Linked DNA regions of Mus musculus: region 1 is linked to region 2. The links are chromatin contacts, called in public HiChIP or PLAC-seq maps. All regions are on one chromosome and are shown on one strand. The core of a region is the stretch at or near the end of the contact, and the rest is flanking DNA. Distances in the headings are between cores, read along the strand shown.

Evidence for each region. HiChIP or PLAC-seq counts read pairs in DNA pulled down with a chosen protein or histone mark.
Region 1: an H3K27ac HiChIP or PLAC-seq map of extraembryonic endoderm stem cells shows a contact between it and region 2. The contact joins the promoter of 4732419C18Rik here to the promoter of Def8 in region 2. A contact is called at or near these places in 3 of 115 datasets of contacts at active chromatin or transcription factors (embryonic stem cells, extraembryonic endoderm stem cells and pancreatic cancer cells).

Annotation. Positions count from the first base shown.
Region 1 is chr8:123,752,824-123,757,171 of GRCm38.p6, reverse strand. 4732419C18Rik (RIKEN cDNA 4732419C18 gene) reads left to right here and starts at 2,944. Exons shown (of 3, transcript NR_166622.1): 1 at 2,944-3,114.
Region 2 is chr8:123,441,262-123,445,831 of GRCm38.p6, reverse strand. Def8 (differentially expressed in FDCP 8) reads right to left here and starts at 2,876. Exons shown (of 12, transcript NM_054046.5): 1 at 2,781-2,876.

The DNA.
Region 1 (4,348 bases), core at 1,695-4,194, 310 kb before region 2:
ACAAGCTGCCTGGCCTGCCTCCAGCAGTAAGTTGCTTCACTGCACAAATGAAGGGAAGAATCAACAAACCAAACTGCCAGGCTGCACCCCTAAGAAGGAAAACAGGTATGCGCGCTCTCTCTCATTTTAGTGTGTGTGTGTGTGTGTGTGTGTGTGTGTTTGCCCTACCCCCCACCCCTGAGCGCACGAGTGTGCAGATCAGAGAACAGCCTACAGGAATTGGTTTTCTCCTTCCACCACGTGAGCCTTAGGAATAGGATTCGGGCACCTTTCCCTGTTGAACCATCTTGCTAACTGGGTATTAGAAAGCTTTAGATTAAATCTGTGGCAGTATAATGAATTCAGACAGACTACACGGTCAAAAAAATAAATAAATGTCAAAATGTAATTTTAAGAAGGGAAGCTGACCATAAACTGCTAACTGCAGTGTGAAGCCACTTACAGAGTTTTTAAAACTTCGCAGAGCAGCAGCTTACGGCTCTGAACACACAGAGCTAGCAGTGTTAAACCACCAAAAGCATGAGAACAATACTCAGACGTCGTCAGATTATTCAACCTTCCCGCCTGCTCTCTGAGCCGGCTCCCTTCTGATTCCCGTTGGCCGAGCCTAACCCGAGTGAGAGTCAGAGCCTGGCCAGGAAGCGTTGACTTGGGTGAGGGTCTGATCTCTCCTGCTGAAGTAGGGACAGCTCAATGAGCAGATCTTGGCTGAGACTGGTCAGGCAGGTCTAAGAGAGAGGCCTAGGCTCTCAGGTGACACAGTATGCCCCCTACTGCGGTGATCTGATTGTACCATCATGGCCACTGTACAGAAAGGGAGAAGATGGTCTGTGAACTTTAGAGAGAGATGAGCCTGCTATGAGAGCCTGCCTCTCAGTCAGATCCCAGGCAGGACTTGGAGAAGGTCAAACAAACCTTGGGAGCCTCTCTGGTCCTTCTTGTACCAGGTTACCTCCCAGGGACCTTGTTAAGAATCTAAAACAGTGGATCTCAACCTGTGGGTGGTGATCTCTTTTGCATATGAGTTATCCTGCGCGTCAGATATTGATTGACATTATGATTCATAACAATAGCAAAATTACAGTTATTAAGTAGCAACAAAGATAGTTTTATTGTTGGGGCTCACTACAACATATTAAAGAGTGGGTCCCAACATTAGGAAGGTTGAGAACCACTACTCTAGAACATAGAATGGTTCAGAACCAAGAGCTTACCTGCTATGGGAAATCCTGGAGATTCCAGGTCATGATTCCACCCACCCGCCTGCCTGGTTGTGGACTGAGTGGAGCCAGCCGGCCCTTGGGGAGGAGGCTGTGTACACCGTGGTGCTTCTTGTTCCTGCTTCTGGAGTCTCAGGAAAAGGGGAGCTTCCAGCTCCTTCCCCGAGTCTTTTTTTCCTTAGTGTTTTGTGTCCAGGTAGCTACCCACTTCAGACAGCTACTTTATCTACTTTTACCCCATTTATTTATTTTATGTATGTGAGTACATTGAATTTTAGGGCCTTTGCTCCCTCTCGTCGGGCCCCCACTCGCTCAAAGCCAGATTTATTTATTATTATAATGTACACTGTAGCTGACTTCAGACACACCAGAAGAGGGCGTCAGATCTCATTGTGGATGGTTGTGAGCCACCATGTGGTTGCCGGGATTTGAACTCAGGACCTTAGGAAGAACAGTCAGTGCTCTTAACCGCTGAGCTATCTCGCCAGCCCAACATGCCAGTTTGGATAAACATACCAAGGGGTTCATTCCAGGGTTCCTGTGGGAAAGGCTCTGAAACTTTGATCCGTGTCTCAGAACAAAAGGAGTCATGCAGAAGGTAAAGAGCTGCAGCAAGATCTATGGCAGAGGGCTGTCTCAAATGCTCATGGCCCTCCTGTGGCTAGACTCCATCGGGGAGCAAAGAGCAACCAGAACCTGTCCTTCAACCTCAGGAGCCACCACCTGCTGCTTCTTACAGTCCTCTTGGAGTGTAGATTATCTTTCTCAGCCCCCTCAGCCCACAAAGAACAGACCTACAGTAGGGGAGCACCTGACCTCTGAGTCACACACAGACTTAGAAAGACTCGGCTGGTTTCCCTGCCCCACTTTGTCTTTGGGGCTGGTGGAGGAGACCTGGGCCCCGGTCATGGTGATTCATTTTGAGCTCCTTACCGGGCAGAGTGGCTCTCACAGTGACACAGGCTACAGGGTTGGCTTGGGATGGGCTGCAGTAGAAGGCCCTGCAGCATCTCTTCCTCGTCCCGTGGTGACTTACTCTACTAAAATCTTCTCTGAGGGCAGGGCCCGACCTAATTGTAAGTTGTCATGGAAGCATGTCAAGAGGAAGAGGAACAATGATCTGGTCCAGGCAGATGTGATGCTGAGGGAGTCACTGACATCACAGCCAAGGACCCCAGAGGGCTGAAAGCCTCGGGCACACTCAGCTGTGTCTCACTCCGTGGGAAACATTCCGCCCAGAGAAGAGGGTGTGGCCTCAGGTCCCCAGAAGCCCTTACCTGTCTGTCAACAGCGTCTCATCATCATATCCTCTGTGGGGTGTTTCTCATTCATTCATTCATTCATTCATTCATTCATTCATTCATTCTTCAGCAAATGATTGCTGAGAGCCTACCGTGTGGTGGCTGTTTTGCTCCGAGAGTAGACACACCGTCTGTGGTGGATTTGTATTGACGGACACTGTGGTAAACTGAGGCTGCACAGGAAGCCAGGTGAGGAATCCTTTTCGGGAGCTGACGCATACACTGGTCTGCACTTGATACAGATCTACACAAGAGATGGCGCGAGCAAAACGCCTTGGGGAGGTGAGAGTCTCGGTGAGGTTGGAGGACTGACCCGGAAGCTGTGTGTCAAGAGGGTGAAGGGCAGAGGGCGGCTACACAGGCCTGAGCTGCGGCTCGGTCTTTAACCACAGTGTGAAATCACTGGTGGATTAGGAACAGGAGAGAGGCTGATTTGCATATTAAAAAGATTGCCCAGCTGCTGGGTGAAGACTGCCTTTTAAAGGCGCAAAAAATAGAAATAGGAAGACCAGCTAGGGAGGGAGCGGCTCAGCAACGCAGACAGGAAATAATCACTGTTATTATCTGCAGTCCTCCAGAGGAGCTCACAGCAGGTAGGAACGCCGCGTGCTCGTTTGCGGAGTGAATTTTCGGAGTGAAAGGTACAAAAGCCTTTTCTGCCGTTCTGTCTTTGAAACTTCAGAGCAGCGCTGGGATGGATTAGGGTCGTGTTCTTGGGCTAAAATGAGTCTCCAAGGCACTGGTCCTAGGTAAGGTAAGGCTCTGTTGGGAGCTGAGAGCTTGCTTTTACTCTAGGCCTCCTGACCTATCTGGGCTCTGTCCATTCCTGGAACCCCCCTAGGCAAAGTTTCCCAGGCCAGAAGGAAAGAGTGCAGTGACAGAACTAGGTAGTCAAGGCCCAGAGTCCTGCTGACCAGAGCCTAGGTGCTAAGTTCTCCTGGTGCTATGCCTGTGTATGGAGAACACAGTATGATGTGGTCTGGCTTCCAAGAGCCTAAAATCTAACCAGAAACAAATGGGAGCCTCAATAAATAATTTAAGAACGTCTTGAAAATTAAAAGGCACACACACAAATAACTCTAGGAGGAAGCCAGGGTTTTTCCTCGGGACAAATGGGCCTGAATACTATTTTGAAGGCTGTGTTTTCACTTGGACCTTGATGGTCCCTGGGGCAGTTGCTGGCCTGCTAACAAGGTCACCCATATCATTTGATCCACGCTATACTGAAGCAGTCCTTACCCGCTGCCCGGCAAAGTCCTTCCATACTTAGTGTCTAATACAATGGCTGCTTTGTTGACCCCATGAGTTCTGTGCCTCAGGAATTTGGAAGGTCGGGAGTGGGGATGGCTGGGCTCTGACTCAGCATCAGCATGTGAAGCCTCAGTTTTGAATGCCACTGGCTAGGTGCCAGGACCCGAGACCCTCTGACAACTACATGCCAGGCGATCAGGCTGGGGAGATGCCAAGGCTGAGCTGAACCAGCTGCTCTTCAGTGTGTTTCTGTGGGGTCTCTCCATGGCCTGGGGTCGCCTCACAGCATCGGAGCTCCAGGAAGTTTTGCCTCAACCACATGAATCAGAGCTACTGAGACAGCAGAAGCCACTTGGCTTTTAGGTCCCACCTGAAGGCATCTCTACCTGTCGCTGCTGCAGCACAGCATAGCACAGTACACACTGGTGTGTGTGCACCCACATCAGGTGGCTTCCAGGGCCCTGCCACACACTGGAAGGAACGTCAGTGTTCACAGTCTAGTGAAAACCATGGGAAGGTTTAATGAAACCAGGAAATAAAACCTATGTTGGATGAGATGGCTCAGCGGTTAAGAGC
Region 2 (4,570 bases), core at 1,627-4,126:
CTTGCAGCCAAAAAAAGATTCCAAAAGACCATTCCAGTCACCTCACCCTAAGAAGATGGACAGCCTCAGCCTGAACACCGGCCTCCTGGCCTTTCTCTGCTCCCAGTTTCTCACTCAAAAGATCAATAATAATACTACCACGTAGGGCTAAGCACTCACAGGAAGAGGCAGATGCTCAGCCCCTAATCCATAAAGGCACTCGCCCAGGTCCTCCCCTTTCTTGTTAGCAATCTATGGGACATGCCCATCACCCACCCCAATATTGCAAGGGAAAACGCCACCAGGCATAGGATAATGACAGGAGGTCTCCAGGGACAAACTGCCACTTCTCTCCATCTTCATGGGAAAAAAATCCTCTTCAACCACGAGAAAGACATTTCTTTAAACACTATATTCTTGCAAGGCAGTGGTGGGACACACCTTTAATCGAAGCACTTGGAAGGCAGAGGCAGGCAGAACTCTTCACCTTGGCCTTGTCTCAGACCTTGGCAAGTCTAAGGCTGACAGCCTGGTCTACATAGCAAGTTCCGGGACAGTCCAGGCTACACAGAGAAATCCTGTCTTGAAAAACCAACCAATAAAACAAACAAACAAACAAAAAACAAACAAACAAAAACCATAAAATGCCTTCATTTTTCTGTTGGCAGCATGAGCTGCTCAAAACCAGTTGTTCCTTTTCTCTAAAAATTTCTCCTTTGCAGTTAAGACTTCTGCCTAAACAAAAAGCAAAAAACAAACACAGACTTCTGCCTAAGCATTCACACACAGACCGCTTTCTTTTCTATCACCACTGGGACAATCTCCATGGGGTCTGGTATCAGAATTGCTATAACGATAATCTTCATTAATGAAAAATTCCGCCAGGCGTGGTGGCGCACGCCTTTAATCCCAGCACTTGGGAGGCAGAAGCAGGTGGATTTCTGAGTTCAAGGCCAGCCTGGTCTACAGAGTAAATTCCAAGACAACCAGGGCTACACAGAGAAACCCTGCCTCAAAAAAAAAAAAACAAAAACAACAACAAAAAAGGTTTAAGCCCGGCAGTGGTGGCAGGTGGAATTTCTGAGTTCAAGGCCAGCCTGGTCTACAGAGTGAGTTCCAGGACAGCCAGGGCTATACAGAGAAACCCTGTCTGGAAAAAACCAAAAACCAAAAACCAAAAAAAAAAAAAAACCAAAAAAGAATGTATTGGGCTGGACAGAGAGAGATGGCTCAGTGGTTAGGACCACTGACTGTTCTTCTGAAGGTCCTGAGTTCAAATCCCAGCAACCACATGGTGGCTCACAACCGTCCATAATGAGATCTGAAGCCCTCTTCTGTAGTGTCTGAAGACAGCTACAGTGTACTTACATATAATAAATAAATAAATCTTAAAAAAGAAAGAAAGAAAGAAATCAATTGCAGCCCTACTCTCTTGCCCAAGACTGAGCGGAAGGACGAGTGTGTGGTTTGGTAACAACAGAAACTGGGAGTTGCTGCTGGGCAGTCACCGACGCCATGTGGTGACCAGCCCAGTCTAAAGGAACTGGGTGGAGCCCACAGGAGCCCCTTCCAGACGCCTTCTCTGGAAACCTCCCGATGGTTTAGAATATAGTCAGAGGGACAGGGAGACCTTGACCAGAGCTTGCCCTCCACTCTCCTCTGGGCTACCTTTCCCAGGAAAATGGCTCCCTTATGTATGTCCTGACTGGCACTGCCACCACCTGACCAGGAACAAAAGCAAGGAATGAATTAAGCAATGGAGCCATTTAACCCATCTTCCTGGTTTGTCTGGAACCAGTTTGGAGAACCATATTGCTCTTTCAGCTGAGTACGAATAGACAGCACCTCAGCCCAGCCCAGGCTGCAGGAAGCAACAGCCGGCTTTGAGTAGGACCCCATCTCCTATTTCCCCACCAGCCTTACAGAGATCTGCACCCAGAATCCGTGGTTGGCCTCAGGAAAGATACTCAAGAAAGGACAAAAAAAAAAAAAAAAAAAAAGAAAACTGTTCCATCCAGCCCCTGCAGAGGTCTCTCCTAAATCGAATAATAATTACAACTTGACAACTGAAACCCTCAGAGTAAGACCAAGGGTCTGTGGTACATCAGAGGCACTGGGTGAAAGTTCAAGACAGATTATGGTGAATAAGAGCCCGCCTCCGGTGTGTTACTTTAGCCACCAAAAAGTGCTAGTCCAAGGGCCACAGGAGTCCAAAGTACATCCTATTTGCTCACACCCTTAAAAAGGATGGACAGGCAATCCAGGCCAAGCAGGACCAGTGTTAATAATTCTCAACTACCCCAGAAGGCGCAACAAAGCGCACCTCACATTTCTACCCGCTATAACGTGAATTCATTCTGAGGATGCGACTGTCCCCACTGGGGCAGGTCTCTACGACCTTCCTCACCCATTTCATAGTTGTGAAACCGAAGGCTCAGAAAAGCTCAACATAGCAGAAGGCGAGTCCCTGCGGGTCCTTGGGCCGGGAGTCCCATACTCAGGCTCTGAAGCCACCCGGTGATTGGGGGTGGGGGTCGGCATCTGTGGACGCTAAGCTCTGCCCTACGTACTGCGGGGACCAATGAGGTCACCAAGGCCTTGCGCACAGCGGAGAGCCAGCAGGCGGCAGCCGGGAGCTGGACGTCTTGCTTGAGGCCTCTGCCAGTTCTGCACCATGAGTGCGTGGGTCAGAAGCCCGATCCCGGAGTCCGACCAGTGGCGATTGCATGCTGAGATCTGGACCCTCGCCTGCTTTCCCACCAGACCCCCCCGACACCTACAGAGACCGCTTTCTGGCTTACCTGGCTGCCGCTACATTGTACCGGACCGGCTGGCTACACTGTAGTTCGCCGCCGCTGATACACTGTACCGGCTCCTCCGCCCGCTGCTGCCGCCTCCGGCCAGGAGGTTCATGACACCGATTGCCCTGCTGGCTCGCTGGAGCACCTCCAAGTCTCCTGCTTCTGGTCCATAGAGTCCATTACCTTTGCCCTGAGTCTTTTCTCCTGAGTTCCCCCACCCCCACGCCTTAGTAATTGCATTCAAGGGAATGGTTCCACAGTGGTAACCCCTCAATGTCCCCACATCCCCAACACTGACATTCAGCTGTCCCCAGGACACCACCATCGAGACATTTAAGGTGCGTCTCAAGCTCCAAAGGTCCTATCTGAGAAAACAACAATAACACCACACACACACATCACACCACATACACACACACTACACACCACACACTCATACACACGACACACACACGACATACCACATACACACCACACACTCACTATACACACTACACACATACTATACACACCATACACATACACACACACCTCATACACACATGACACACTACATACACACTACACACACCACACACACTACACACACCACACATACACATCACACAACATAACACTACACACACCACACGCACATCAAACCACATACACACACAGAGACATACACACACCACACACCTAACACACCTCTGTCTGATAGTGAATAAATCATTCCCACCTGAGGCCAACCTTCAGTGCGTTCCTGATCACATTCCTTTGTCTGATCTAACTTCCACCGGACTCAGGACCAGCCCTTCTTCCCCACCCCACGGTGACACCACAGCCATGACAGCCTCAGCACCCTCAGACTCCCTCTGCACCTCAAGCCCAGCAGTTGGAGGATCCCAGGGAAGAAGTCTGCCTCAGACTTCACCTCCCAGCTCTCTCACCAGACTTCACCCTCCTTACCCCTAACAGGCCAGGTCCACACTTAGGCCTCTCTGGCTCAGCCTTTAGGATACAGTCTTTCCTAACCACAGCCAAATGTCTCTCCTAATACTTCCTCCTCATCTGTGAGCAGAGATATCGGAGAGGCACTCGTTACTGTCTGATGACTCTCCTCTGACATTTCTACTGACTCTTTGTTCCTCATCCCAAAGGCTAAGAGCTAAAGGCAAGTGTTTTGGATTATTACTTCTGTGCTAGAAGGCCTATACCAGTGCTTGTGATATGAGCCAATATCTGTACTAGCACTGGGCCCTCACCTTCACAGAGAGTCAAGGATGGAGCCACGTCTGCCTGTCTTCATTACTATGAGTCTTGACAGTTTCTCCGTTGATGCAACAGCACTTTTTCTTTTCTTTTCTTTTCTTTTTTTTTTTCTTTTCTTTCTTTTTTTTTTTTTTTTTGGTTTTTCGAGACAGGGTATCCCTGTGTAGCCCAGGCTGTCCTGGAACTCTGTAGACCAGGCTGGCTTCGAACTCAGAAATCCACCTGCCTCTGCCTCCCGAGTGCTGTGATTAAAGGCGTGCGCCACCACGCCCAGCATGCAACAGCACTTTTATTGAGTACAACTATATGCCATGCTCAGGCACATCACCAGAAAATGATCAGGACAAGACTTGAGGAGGCTGCATTGCCCAAGGACCAGACAGACAAGTAGAAAAGGCAAATGGATCAGGTGTGTGCTGAAGGACACAGAGGCTAGTAAGGCGGGGCCTGAGATTAGATAGTGAGGCTGGACGTCTGACTTAAGATTCAAAAGGAAATGAGTTGACACACACTTAGAAAATGACATTTGAAGAATGTGG